Linked DNA regions of Mus musculus: all the other regions are linked to region 1. The links are chromatin contacts, called in public Hi-C, HiCAR-type and promoter capture Hi-C maps. All regions are on one chromosome and are shown on one strand. Each heading gives the region's core, a stretch centred on a gene start, on an enhancer-like site or on the middle of the called end of the contact. The rest is flanking DNA. Distances are from core to core; before and after follow the strand shown. Region 1 holds the start of Pcdh18 (protocadherin 18). Region 2 has its middle 5.6 kb from the start of Gm22480. Region 3 has its middle 79 kb from the start of Gm40042. Region 4 has its middle 7.1 kb from the start of Gm40042.

Region 1 (3,162 bases), core at 415-2,914:
ATGGTGTTATTGGGGGGGCAGAGTGTTCATCAGAGTGACATAGCACTAAACACATTCATAGCAGACATCCTAGTCTGCACAATTTGACACACAGCACTGGTTTCTGGGGGTGGGAATGGGGGTGAGACAATGGCTCATAAAATGTTTTTGAATGCTTAGAATGAAGGAGAGTTTGTATTGGGGCTCTTCTCTGGTTTCTTCTTGGGGGAGTACCTTCTCTGTGACTATAGCTGAGTTCTGCTGAGAGTAAGCAAAGTGGAAAAATCAGAAAATTACTTTTTAAAAAAATGTGTTTCTGGGGGGCAAAATAGGAGAAAAATAAATGTCAAATAAGTTACATGGAGATTCTGTGAAGCACAGAATTTGCAAGTAGCTGAAGACAGCTGAGGGATAATGCAAAGGGGGGGTGGGGAGGGTGAGCAAGAATGGAGCCAGAGTGATAAACTTAAAAGGAGCCGCAGAGCAGAAGGAGCATCATAAATAATCATATTTCCCAATAAGAATACCATATCAACCCCGTGACCTGGATACAGCACCAACCTCCTGAGATATTTCCAGCACTCTGATGCACACAAAATGCAATTTTCAGCTCAGGCATTTTATTTCTCAGTGTAAACAACCTTTGGGTTTTTAAAATACATATCTGGAAACTGTTTTCATAAATAATGTATGTATTATAAAAATTTGACTTGTAAACTATTGAGTCCATGTCTCCTCAGAACTCATTGTGAAAACTCACTATGGGTAGATAGTACTCTATTGGAAGAATTCGCTAGGCGAAGGCTACCAATTTTACCCAAGCTATCAATTTTGCCCAAAATAAATAGGATTTTTTTAAGTGCAAGGCTATATATATATATATATATATATATATATATATGGAACAATTTTGCTCAAGCTAAAGAAAGGGCTGAAATAAGGTAGAATTTTTTTGCTAATTAGTTCCAAACTCTGAGGTGTTCCTTTAAATCTTGCTAATTAAGAGAAATCGGGAGTGCAAGATAGGCCCCTTTCTTATCTTCAAAGAGTAAAGATGAAAGAAAGCAGAAAATGAAACCTCTCCACTTGGGCTGTTCTTTAAAACAGAGCTCCAAGAAAATCGGCTTGCTGCTCCTTGGAGGAGAAAAGACCCGCCGAGGGGGAGGGGGTGTGTGCATAATTAGAAGCAAGTTTCCCCATTTTATTAAATTCCTCCACCGACAAAATTCACTTGGAGGTATTTTAAGTGAAACCAGCAGTTAAGGAACCCTGAAAAAAGCAAGATGATTACATGTTTGTAGCAGAAGAAAAGATCAATTAAGAAAACAAGAACTATTTAATGTGCCATATATAAATACAGGCGACCAGAAGTTGATTTAAAGTTTTTTTCTTCCTTTCTTTTTCCTTCCCTCCCGGTCTCCCCACCCCCACACCGCTCTCCTGCTGTAATTTGTCTCCCCTTTGTCGCGGCACGCTTGGAGAAAGTGGATGGAGATGGAGGAGGGGCGGGAGGGCTGAACCCCACCCCCGGCCGCGCTCCCGCGCCCCTAGCGGGTCCCCAACCCGCGCCCGCCACCCTCCCGCTCCCACCCTCCACGCGCGCCCTCCCTCGCTCCGGTGACTCCAGCAGCTTCGGATTTGGAAGCTCGCTGATTGGCTGGAAGCGATTCAACACACGCCAGGCAAAGAGCTTTGTCTGAGTTGAAGTGAAGTTGTAGAGATTTTCAGACTGGAGTCAGCAATCACCGGTGTTTAGTCTGCAGCGGAGCAGAGAAAAGGAAAGGGGGGAAAATCAAGAATCGCCCGGGAAACACAGACTGCAGACTCCGCCAGCACCCTGCAATAGATGGGGACGGAGTCCACGCGGGGAGCCAGGCCGAGGTGACACGCTGCTCCCAGCCAGGAGGACCAGCGGCCACCCCTACCAGGAAGGGACTTCACGCTCCTATCTGGAAGTCGCCAAACGGTGTGTATGAAAACTGAAGTTTGCGAGCTGTTTAATTGCTGTGTGATTAAGAGTCGCTTTCAAGACTCTGAGACCCGATGTGGCTTAGAGCTCTGAGTGGCTGGGAGGAAGTTGAAGGGATTGCTGGGCTCTTCTAACTCGCCCTGAGAAGGGAATCTAGCAACTGACCAATGCACCAAATGAATACTAAAATGCACTTTAGATTTGCACTTGCACTTCTGATGGCGTTTTTCAGCCACGATGTCCTGGCTAAGAATCTGAAATACAGGATTTATGAGGAGCAGAGGGTCGGATCGGTAATTGCTAGACTATCAGAAGATGTGGCTGATGTTTTATTGAAGCTACCAAATCCTTCTGCTGTTCGTTTTCGAGCCATGCCACGGGGGAATTCTCCTCTCCTGGTCGTAAATGAGAATACCGGAGAAATCAGCATAGGGGCTAAAATTGACCGCGAGCAACTATGCCAAAAAAACTTGAACTGTTCGATAGAGTTTGATGTGCTCACTCTGCCGACCGAGCATCTGCAGCTGTTCCACATTGAAGTGGACGTGCTGGACATTAATGACAATTCCCCCCAATTCTCGAGACCCGTCATTCCCATTGAGATATCGGAGAGCGCAGCAGTTGGGACTCGTATCCCCCTGGACAGTGCGTTCGACCCAGATGTTGGGGAAAATTCCCTCCACACCTACTCGCTCTCTGCTAATGATTATTTTAATATCGAAGTGCGAACCAGGACAGACGGGGCCAAGTACGCTGAACTCATAGTGGTGAAAGAGTTGGATCGGGAGCTGAAGGCTAGCTACGAGCTTCAGCTCACCGCCTCCGACATGGGAGTGCCTCAGAGGTCTGGCTCCTCCATCCTGAAAATCAGCATTTCGGATTCCAACGACAACAGCCCGGCCTTTGAGCAGCCTTCTTACACAATACAACTCTTAGAAAACTCCCCAGTTGGAACCTTGCTCCTTGATCTAAATGCCACCGATCCAGATGAGGGCGCTAATGGGAGAATTGTGTATTCTTTCAGCAGTCATGTGTCTCCCAAAATTATAGAGACTTTTAAGATCGACTCAGAAAAAGGCCACTTGACTCTTTTCAAGCCAGTGGATTATGAAATCACCAAGTCCTATGAGATAGACGTTCAAGCCCAAGATTTGGGTCCCAATTCCATTCCTGCTCATTGCAAAATTATAATTAAGGTTGTGGATGTCAATGAC
Region 2 (3,386 bases), core at 821-3,320, 270 kb after region 1:
CTACAGGTATATATGTTGTTGTTAGCTACTGTACTTCCTTTTATTAATACATTTTCTACCACTCTTGTGTTTTTTTTTATTACTTTCTGAAGACAATTTAACTATAACTCTGGCTAAGGGAAATATTTAGAATTTCATTCTTATATGCTAGCAATCAATGTCTAAGTTCTTACTTGAAACCAAATCATTGTAACTAATTTATCCATTTCTACCAGCTTGAGAAATATGTCTATATGCATTTAGCCTTGGAATGGTAATGATTTAGAATCAGAAGTATCTTACCGAAATATTATCTACTGCAATTCTGTGCAATTCCATTTGCATAGGCAAGAAAACCAGTTTTCACATTACAGTAATTTGTCATTCAACACATAATGACGGGGTCTAAGACTGAATGATTTTGTAGAGACTGACAACGTTTTTGGAAATGAAAAGTTTTATACCTTTAATATTATACTGAATGCATAGTATAGCAATATAACTATTTCAGAACATATGTATAAATATATCTGTTTTAGAACCTTCTGTTTAATAAAAAGTAAGGATAATCTATTCATGTATATAAGTCAACATATACAATTCTTATCTATTAAAGTCAACTTTCCAGGAAACAGTAACAAATTCATATCTTGCTTGGGCAACTTTATCTTAACTTCCAGGTTATAATCTATCGCTGTGTGGAGGTCAGAGAAGCAAGGGCTTAAGACACTCAGTCATCTCTCATTCTTTGTCAAGAGCAGATTGAGAACAAATGTATGCATGATTAGTGTTCAGCTAGCATTCTCTACCCTGACACAGTCCAAGTACCAGAATAATGGCACTCACTTTCAGTCTCCATCCTTCCATGTCAGTTTTCAACCTGACGGTCAGCATCACTTTAGAAGTCAAAAGACCCTTTAACATGGGTCGCATCTCTGATACCCTGCACATTAGATATCTATTTTATAATTCACACTAGTAGCAAAAGTACAGTCATGAAATAGCAATGAAAATAATTTTATGGCTGGGCATCACCACAACAAAAGGAAGTATATTAAAGGATCACAGACTTAAGAAGGTTGAGAACCACTGGTCTAGACAATGACAATCCTCTACAGATGTGCCCACAGGTCAGTCTGATCTAGACAATCCCCCATTGTGACAGCCTTTTCAGGAGATTCTTGACTGCAGTGAGTTCACAAATAAACAGAAGAATCATATACACTAACCTAGTGTTTGTAGTGAAGGTATTTTATTGTGTGTGCCATCCAGTTACTGGATTTTACATATAACGTATAAACCTAAGTAATGTGGGTAACTGTAAACCCACTTATTGAAGGGTTTGGAACAAAGGCAATTTTACCATGGAAATGCTGTATCTTGTCCTTAATGTATGGTCCCTGTAACTTTTCTGCCTACCCTCAGGCCTGTTGGGTGTTTCCTTGTTAGCCTGAGGTTTATGTGGGTCTAATACATAGGAGCAAATTTTCATCTAACACAAATATTGAAATAACAGAAAAAGGTGGATGTATATCACTGTTTATTTGCCTGGAGAACCCTCCTACAGAGCATAGCTATGAACTCAACTTAGACAACATCTGACAACTATTGTACTATCAATACCAATGTCGTTTTTCATATTAGTTAAAATATTTTGTATTCCATGACCAGAAAACATGATTGTTTTCAATGAAAACTTGGCTAAGATATTTGTAATCCCATCTCTTTATTGTGTGTGTTCTGGAAGAAGTGCTTAGATTCTCAGCCAGAGTTTGTGATTAGATCATGGTTTTCATAGAAATGTTAAGTTTATTCATTCACAAAGCAAGCGCCATTTGAAATATTCCTCTTAACATTGACCTACTTTTCATATCCGATCCTTTGAGTATAAGTATTTCCACTTCTATTGTACTGCCCAAACCTGCGCCAAGTTAAGAAAATAAGCCCTATAGTATGTCTCTCCAACACCTTGAAATATCTTAGTTTTTCCTGACTTGAACTGAAAAACATTTTGAAACAATAATATGTGTAAAGCGCCAGTAACTAAACCGGTTGCTTAATCCTCGGTGAGTGTGTGTTGACAAAAGCAAGCGGTTAAGTGTAACCATCTGTTGCTGAGTCAGCCCCTCTAGAGTCATCTACACTATTTATTTTCCACAGTCCATGAAAGCTCTACAAAATACTTTCAGATTTTCTGAGTTAATTTTCCCATTCAAAAAACAAAACGACAACTGAAGAAGCAAGTGAAGAATGGATGGACTTCACGCATCTTTCAGTGTCAGGAAGCCTGTGTGATGCAGTGGTCCGTCACAGCTGAGGATCATTCACAGCTGTCCCAGGAACGCAGGCTTCCAGGAAGCACCAAGCATTTGGGATGGATAAATTCACAGAGCCAAATCCTAGGCACTGAGCGAATTTCTGATCTCTGTACAACAAACTTATCACCACAATTTTACCAAATTAATCCAGTGTCTGTTTTATGAACATGAGTTAGCTGGATCTTTATTCAGGGTCTCCTAAGGTTACTGTTGAGTACTGGGCATAGAATATACTTTCTGCTCCTACAGAACTTCTATAGGATTCTGCCACATTCTTTTCCTGAAGCTGACAAACTTCTCTAATCCAGGATGGGAGACTCCATTTCTACTCTGTTGAAATCATCTCTTTTCTGAGATGGCCTAATCCCAGGATTGGCAACAATTGCCATGACCATATTTATTTGTTTTCATGAGCATGGGAATTGGGGAGGTGTCTACTTCATGTCCCACATGCACACAAGGAAATGATTTCAGACAGTCATGAATATCAGAAGTGGAGAACCATCAGCATCTGCCCTAGGGATTCTTGTCATACCCCTTCATTCCCCTCTCCTGTCCCCTCCCACCTAGTCCCTCCATCCCTCTGCAACTCTGGCTATTTTATTCCCCCTTCTAAGTGAGATTCAATTATCTTCACGTGGGCCTTCCTTCTTGTTTAGCTTTGTTGGGTATGCTGAGTGTAGCATGGTATCATGTACTTTATGTCAAATATCCACTTACCAGTGATTACATAAAATGCATAGCATTTAGGTCTCTGATACCAAACTCAGGATGATATTATCTAGTTCCATACATTTGCCTGCAAAATACATTACGCCCTTACTTCTCTTAGCTGAATACTATTCCGTTGTGTAAACAAAGCACATTTTTTTTTTTGTCCATTCTTCAGTTGAGGGGCATTTGGGGTGCTTCCAACCTCTGGATATTAATATAGCCGCTATAAACATAGTAGAGCACCTGCCCTTGAGATATGGTGGAGCATCTTTGGGTGTGTGCCTAGGAGCAGTATAGGTGGGTCTTCAGGTAGAACTATTTCCAACTTTCTGATAAACCACCAGATTGATTTCCAGAGTAGCTGAACAAGTTTGC
Region 3 (3,128 bases), core at 611-3,110, 350 kb before region 1:
GTGAATTAAGCACTTGGATAAGGTATGTTTCTAATGTGGCCATGTATTCTATACATTAATATGTATATAAACTTTCATTTTCTGGAAAACTATCATTTTAAAGCACATTTTAAAGTTAAAATACTAAGTTTTGGAGAAGTTAATATCATGCTTAGGTTTTGTTGTTTGTTTTCCTGTAGGAAGAATTGATCCTAATATACACTATTTAAGTGCTCAACCACTGAGCTATATAGAACTCCAGCTCTTATATTTATTTTGAGGCAGGACCTTATTAGAACAGTCATGCCGGACTTGAATTTATTCTATATCTCAGTCAGGCTATGAACCTGGGATTCTCTTTCTCAGGTCCCTGAGTGTCTAGGATTATAGGCTTGTGCCCTCAGGCTTGGCTAAGAGTAGCCCCTATTTAGAGAAGAACTTACGTGCAAACTGGAAGTAGACTTTGATTGGGTGTAACTGATGTGGTTCATTGAAGACAGGATTATCTTCTCTCTCTTTGGTCATGGCAGCTGTAGGCAGTGTAGCTGCCCATGACTTCGACAAATAAACCAACTTTACATTTACCAAGTCGTTTGCTGATAGTCTGCTTGGCATAGTCATGTGCTTGGAAACAAATACTACCAGATGTTTTTCTTAAAACTACAGATGGACAGAATTCATTTTAAAGAAACTTTTAGCCATATATTGAAATCTGAAAAATGGTAAATATGAGACTTATTTTTTATTGATAAAGAATATTTTCTTATAGAGAAAGTATGTAATTGACCCCAGTAATTAGACTATTACAAAAGTGTTTTCTTTTTAGTTAACCAACAGGTCACACTCTAGAGTAAGTATAATAAGGTATTGAAGTATTACAAAACTGGATTAAAAAGAAGAAGAGTCATGGATTGAGATTTAGAAATATTTAAATTTTTTCTTTCGTTTTTCTTTTTTTTTTTTCCCCTTTCTTTTAGCCTGCATATGCATGCTGGTAAAGGATCACTTAATTACTATCATTTCAGGGATTTTTTCTTAATTTCTTTTTTTATTAGATATTTTCTTTATTTACATTTCAAATGCTATCTCCTTTCTTAGTTTCCCCTCCGAAAATCTCTTACCCCCTTCCCTTTCATCCTCCTCCCAACCCACCTACTCCCGCTTCCTGGCCCTGGCATTCCCTTATACTGGGGCATAGAGTCTTCGCAGAACCAAGGGCCTCTCCTTCCACTGATGACTGACTAACGCATCCTCTGCTACATATGCAGCTAGAGCCATGAGTTCCAGCATGTGTTTTCTTTGATTGGTGGTTTGGTCCCAGGGAATTCTCGGGGTACTGATTAGTTTATATTGTTGTTCCTCCTATGGGGCTGCAAACCCCTTCAGCTCCCTGGGTACTTTCTCTATCTCCTTCATTGTGGACCCTGTGCTTTGTCCAATGGATGGCTATGAGCATCCACTTTTGTATTTTTCAGGCACTGGCAGATTCAAACTGAAGCAACAGTAGATTGATTTTAGTAAGCTGGCACACTGGAGTGGCCATATCTAATGGGAGCAACAACAGTCATGAAGCCAGAACAGCTGCTTGACAAAGATCCAACAAAGCCGAGCCACACGATGCGTCACCATTGTATAACCTTTCACTTTTGGTCTTTCTCTCCAAGTGTTTCATGCGTAGGGAGCTTTTAATATTTGTAAAACGTGACGATATTAGACTGATGGGAAATGCATGTCTTCTCTCAGAAGTACTGCTTCTAAGCTGCCCCAAGAAAGTCCTGAGCCTGTTATCCCTCCAACTTTTACAGAGATACCCTTATCTGGCTGTACTTGAAGGTCTTCCTTGTGCCCTGGAGATTCTGACTCACATGAAAATGGGAGAGGTCTTATGAGACGCCAGCTCCAAAATACTGTCTTGGAACATCTGCTCCTGCACTTATTCAGGAACCAGACAATTAGAAGAAAGTTAACTTCAAAAGGTAAGCAGGATTTGGTGGGCTAGAGGAGTGAGCAGCAGATCAGACAACAAGCCTCTTCCTCCTGTGTGCTCAGATGATTACATGGCTTATAAAATTGGGGGCTATATATGGTATGCCCTTTGAGAAAAAGATACAGCAACAAACTTAGATTGGCTGGAGTTACCTCTGCCCCTATACAGAGGCTTACTTATACTAATGTAGAAAACCTGCCTGAGAAGATGGCCTAGTCGGCCATCATTGGGAGGAGAGACCCTTGGTCTTGTAAGATTATATGCCCCAGTTCAGGGGAATGCCAGGGCCAGGAAGCAGGAGTGGATGGGTTGAGGAGCAGGGTGGGTGGGTGGGGGCTATAGGGGACTTTCAGGATAGCATTTGAAATATAAATGAAGAAAATATCTAATAAAAAGAAAAAGGAAAAAAGAAAAAGGAAACCTGCCTGAATAAATAATAAAAGAACAAGGTATCGGGATTGCCCTTTCTTAGGAAGGCTAGCTAGCTCATACAGGACCACTGTGGTATTGTATGACCAAAGAACAAAATAATATGAAGATTAGACATAAAAATAAAACTACAAATAAATAAAATATAAATTTTGTATTATGCCAGAAATTGAATAGTAACCGCAGCAGCTTTGGCTTGAAGATTTCTCTTGGGCCTAATGACAATTGGGACTCTGATCATTAAAAGTTGATAATGTCTTATTGACAGTGTCTTTTGCCTTGCAGAAGCTTTGCAATTTTATGAGGTCCCATTTGTCAATTCTCATTCTTACAGCACAAGCCATTGCTGTTCTATTCAGGAATTTTTCCCCTGTGCCCATATCTTCGAGGCTTTTCCCCACTTTCTCCTCTATAAGTTTCAGTGTCTCTGGTTTTATGTGGAGTTCCTTGATCCACTTAGATTTGACCTTAGTACAAGGAGATAATTTGCATTCTTCTACATGATAACCTCCAGTTGTGCCAGCACCATTTGTTGAAAATGCTGTCTTTTCTCCACTGGATGGTTTTAGCTTCCTTGTCAAAGATCAAGTGACCATAGGTGTGTGGGTTCATTTCTGGGTCTTCAATTCTACTCCATTGGTCTACTTGTCTGTCTCTATACCAGTACCATGCAGTTTTTATCACAATTGCTCTGTAGTACAGCTTTAGGTCAGGCATGGTGATTCCACCAGAG
Region 4 (3,463 bases), core at 274-2,773, 280 kb before region 1:
TGTGTATGTGTATGTGTATGTGTATGTGAATGTGTATGTGTATGTGTATGTGTATGTGTATGTGTATGTATATGTATATGTATATGTATATGTATATGTATATGTATATGTATATGTATATGTATATGTATATGTATATGTATATATAATTACATGTGCATATAGTTTGGAAACTGAAATAAATATGCAGGGTTATGGTCTGTCCTCCCATTTCCCATGGTAACTTCTTTGTGCTATCACCTACCTTCTGGAAATGGCCATTTTAAACTTCTTCAAACCTTAACATTTGTCTTCCAAACATATTAGTGCATTAACTACTCTGTTCTTTATTTTAGGCAGAGCCACTTCTCTTATGCCACATGAAAATCCGTATTTTATACGTATAATTCACAATTCCCTTAAATACCTCATAATTCTTAGGTTGATGAATAAGAAATATGTCTAACTGTGGTTTTTACTGATATCATCATAGTATAAATCTCGACTCATCCATGCCAAATGGTATTTCATAATTATATTTCTTTTCTTAATTACTGATTTTCTTTAGGTTAGTAATTTGCACATCTTTTCTTTGTTTTCTCTTACTGATTTTTTACTAATCCTTTATAGTTATAAATCTCTCCCCATTACTTTCCACATATCAGATGTCCTATCTCCTTTTCTCACCCGCCCCCTTTTCCTTTTTTCTTTTTCCTTCATGGCCTTGTCACTCCTTTTCTTTATCATTTTCCTTAAACAAGTATATAAAAGCATGTAGAACTCAATACCACATGAGTAAGTGGTCTGCACACGCACTTGCCCCTCCCCAGACACCCAAGAGAAGCACACATGATCCTTAACACTTCTGACGGGAGCTGAGGAAGCCCGAATGGGTGGGACAACATTCGAACATTCGAACATGAGGCTCAGCCTTTTTTTTTTTTTTTAAGAATGTATATCTATTAAGGTATCTTTTATGGCCTATGCCAAAAAGTGGACCATTTTGCCCATGTTTATAAATGAGCACACCAACCTTCTAATTGAACGTGAATTAGGATAAAATATAAATTTCTAATTAAGGTCAGGAAGTTGTTTTAAGACTCAAAGTATTGAATCATTCTATTAGAACGAGTGCAGACTTTTATTGCTTTATTATTTTATCTCTTTATCTGGGAAGTGGGTTGTATTTTATAACTCACCACATTTATAACTACTAAATATTTAATATAAGCTACTTTTAAAAGTCAATATTCCATTGTTTTCTGCAGTACTTTTCATCTTTCCATTAGGTGACCACCTTCTTGAAGGTGACTATTTCAGTATTTAAGTTGCATTCCATAGTGGTTGTTTTGGGAAAATCCAGTCCTGGTATATGAAAGTCTGTGGTGAAGATTTCTAAAGCACTTAAACAAAAGCAGTCAGATCCTGAATTGCACAAAGTGTAATTCATTAGTGGATTTAAATACAGACATATGTCTTGGGATGGGTAATGAGAGGGGAATGTCCTTAGACCACAAGGCAGGAGGAAGTGGTTCTTAAGCTAAGCTTGATGGTAGAAGACAGTGACTAACCAGAATGTCCCTGGCCCTTCTCCAAAAACTAGCAACGTGCTCGGTACTATGGTAAAGAAAAAGTGAAACCAGCTAAAGCATTAAAAGCCAAAGTGCATATTTAACTGCCTTAAAGATTTTGCTTTTCCTCTAAAGCTTTGGATGTAGCCACGACATTGTTGCAGTCAAATGAGTAGTCTGATGAAGATGGCTGCAGAATGTCAAGCTGGGCTCCGATAATGGCATGGCCATACTGTTGCTACTTCTCAATACTCAGCAGAAGGCATTAGAGTCCATTTCTGGCCTGTTCTCTCACTATCCACTTAGTGGCATGCATTCGATTCCCCTCTCTCATCAGGTTTGGAACGGTCATTTTTTTCTGTATACTCTGCAAATGTATGCATGCAATTGCCCAGGTGGTCTCCTCTTGGACTGACCTTTGCCTCTCATCTTGTTTTAAAGACTTTTCTGTGTTAGGGTTTGGTCTGTTGCTATGTACGCAAATGATAAATTCTGCATTCCAAGAACTGATTTCTCCAAGATGAGCAGATTCTCAAGTGCACTAACCTTTGATGCATAACCCTTGCCCCCAATTATCCCTGATGGATGAATAAAAGTGGCTGCCAGCCTATAGCTGGGCAGAAGAGACGTAGGCAGGGCAAGGGTTCCAGGGCTGAGGGTCTCAAGTAGGGACCAGAAGAGAAAGCCAGGAGGAGGAAGGAGTTCCCATGGGGTAGTATAGAGTATAAGCATATGGCCATTAGGGATGGCCTGATGGAGTGGAAGCAGTCCAAATGAATCGTATGCTAAGTATTATCTGGAGGATTTTGACAGGGATACCAACAAAATAGCTTAGAGGGTAGATATCTGCCCACTTCTAGTGCTATGTGGCTTGTAATAAATTTTAAGGGTCACTGTCTTTTATTTGCAGCCATATGATTTCCTGCATTAAATAACATGAACATAATGTTAACATTCTTGTTCATATTTCTGCACTTTGCAAACTCCTGTAACCTGAGATAATATGCATCTATCCCAGGCACAGCAACTGTCCTGGAATCCCCACCACTGCCTTTCCTCTCTTCTATTGTTGCATGTCTGACTTCTACTCTCTTCTGCCTTAACCTTTCTTGGTTTAATTTTCCTTGAAATGTCACACATTCTGGTGTATTTCTCAGTACAGACATGTTATATATAAATGTATAGACTGTTTGCTTGTCATTTTAAGATCAAGTAGATAAAATAGTTTGACTTTGGAAATGCATTTTCATTGAGAATTTACTGTTCCAATCTTCTGTGAAAATTGCAAAGATATTTTACTTCCTAACCACTGGTATATGCCTCCTTCTCTGAGTAGTTTAAAATACCATATTCTGCCCTAGCTGTTTTGAAATCTCACACAAGCATCCCTTGATAGAGGACAGTTTTCTTTAACAATTTGCTACTTTTATTTTTAAATTTTTATGTAATATTTTCCCATTTTCTCTTTCCTTGGTTTCCTTTTTAATATTTGGCTATTTAAACTCCTCATAAGGTCACATCATTACATTAACTTCTCTGTCCTTGTGAGGCGGAGTCTCAGATGTACTTCTTCAGTACCGACTTCTGATCTGTAGCTTGCTGATGAATGTCCTGCCCCCATATCATTAGTTAATTATCATGGAATAAATTGTGACTAATTTATGAGAAGAAAATATACCAGACCCTCTTATAGACCATATTGCCCGAAAAGGAAAGTTTCATATTTCCTTGCCTTTTCATCCAGTGATAATTTAGGTCTTCTGGAGGAGATAAACCAGTGGAATATTTCTGAAAATGAGTGGCAGCAAAACAGAAGGAATCTGAGACACTAGGTGATTTCATTAAAGATAAGTGTTAGATTGGTGAGTAGCTTGGATTCTCTCTTAGTCTCTCTTACTCTGTGTGTGTATGTA

The links. Promoter capture Hi-C pulls out the DNA fragments that hold promoters and counts their contacts. A called contact is a pair of places that touch in the nucleus more often than the background predicts. HiCAR-type assays count read pairs that join an accessible place to other places.
Region 2: a HiCAR-type map of fibro-adipogenic progenitors shows a contact between it and region 1, with 2.5 times the contacts expected there. The contact joins the enhancer-like site here to the promoter of Pcdh18 in region 1. A contact is called at or near these places in 1 of 39 promoter capture datasets (the C10 cell line), 1 of 15 datasets of contacts at CTCF or cohesin (the NIH/3T3 cell line), 6 of 484 Hi-C or Micro-C datasets (the STO cell line, cerebral cortex and uterus), 3 of 115 datasets of contacts at active chromatin or transcription factors (embryonic limb bud, fibro-adipogenic progenitors and heart atrium) and 1 of 9 other capture datasets (adipose tissue).
Region 3: a contact with region 1 is called in a Hi-C map of muscle stem cells, with 2.8 times the contacts expected there. The contact joins the enhancer-like site here to the promoter of Pcdh18 in region 1. A contact is called at or near these places in 5 of 39 promoter capture datasets (cancer-associated fibroblasts, cranial neural crest, embryonic stem cells and 2 more), 1 of 15 datasets of contacts at CTCF or cohesin (the NIH/3T3 cell line), 3 of 484 Hi-C or Micro-C datasets (muscle stem cells, palatal mesenchyme and uterus), 3 of 115 datasets of contacts at active chromatin or transcription factors (craniofacial prominence, embryonic limb bud and forebrain) and 1 of 9 other capture datasets (adipose tissue).
Region 4: a contact with region 1 is called in a promoter capture Hi-C map of the 3T3-L1 cell line, with 6 times the contacts expected there. The contact joins the enhancer-like site here to the promoter of Pcdh18 in region 1. A contact is called at or near these places in 8 of 39 promoter capture datasets (the 3T3-L1 cell line, cranial neural crest, embryonic stem cells and 4 more), 1 of 15 datasets of contacts at CTCF or cohesin (the NIH/3T3 cell line), 1 of 484 Hi-C or Micro-C datasets (myocytes), 7 of 115 datasets of contacts at active chromatin or transcription factors (SST interneurons, craniofacial prominence, embryonic forebrain and 4 more) and 1 of 9 other capture datasets (adipose tissue).

The regions. Positions count from the first base shown.
Region 1 is chr3:49,755,818-49,758,979 of GRCm38.p6, reverse strand. Pcdh18 (protocadherin 18) reads left to right here and starts at 1,664. Exons shown (of 4, transcript NM_130448.3): 1 at 1,664-3,162. The coding sequence starts at 2,116.
Region 2 is chr3:49,484,100-49,487,485 of GRCm38.p6, reverse strand. No RefSeq gene overlaps it. Among named protein-coding and RNA genes, the nearest start is that of Gm22480, 5.6 kb to the left of the region's middle. Within about 2 kb of position 2,070, at least 33 of the 459 cell types and tissues checked have an H3K27ac peak or open chromatin away from gene starts, as enhancers often do. A contact at or near this core is called in the STO cell line, adipose tissue, fibro-adipogenic progenitors and 1 more, where this site is marked.
Region 3 is chr3:50,104,128-50,107,255 of GRCm38.p6, reverse strand. No RefSeq gene overlaps it. Among named protein-coding and RNA genes, the nearest start is that of Gm40042, 79 kb to the right of the region's middle. Within about 2 kb of position 1,860, at least 17 of the 459 cell types and tissues checked have an H3K27ac peak or open chromatin away from gene starts, as enhancers often do. A contact at or near this core is called in adipose tissue, cancer-associated fibroblasts and muscle stem cells, where this site is marked.
Region 4 is chr3:50,031,596-50,035,058 of GRCm38.p6, reverse strand. No RefSeq gene overlaps it. Among named protein-coding and RNA genes, the nearest start is that of Gm40042, 7.1 kb to the right of the region's middle. Within about 2 kb of position 1,523, at least 33 of the 459 cell types and tissues checked have an H3K27ac peak or open chromatin away from gene starts, as enhancers often do. A contact at or near this core is called in the NIH/3T3 cell line, where this site is marked.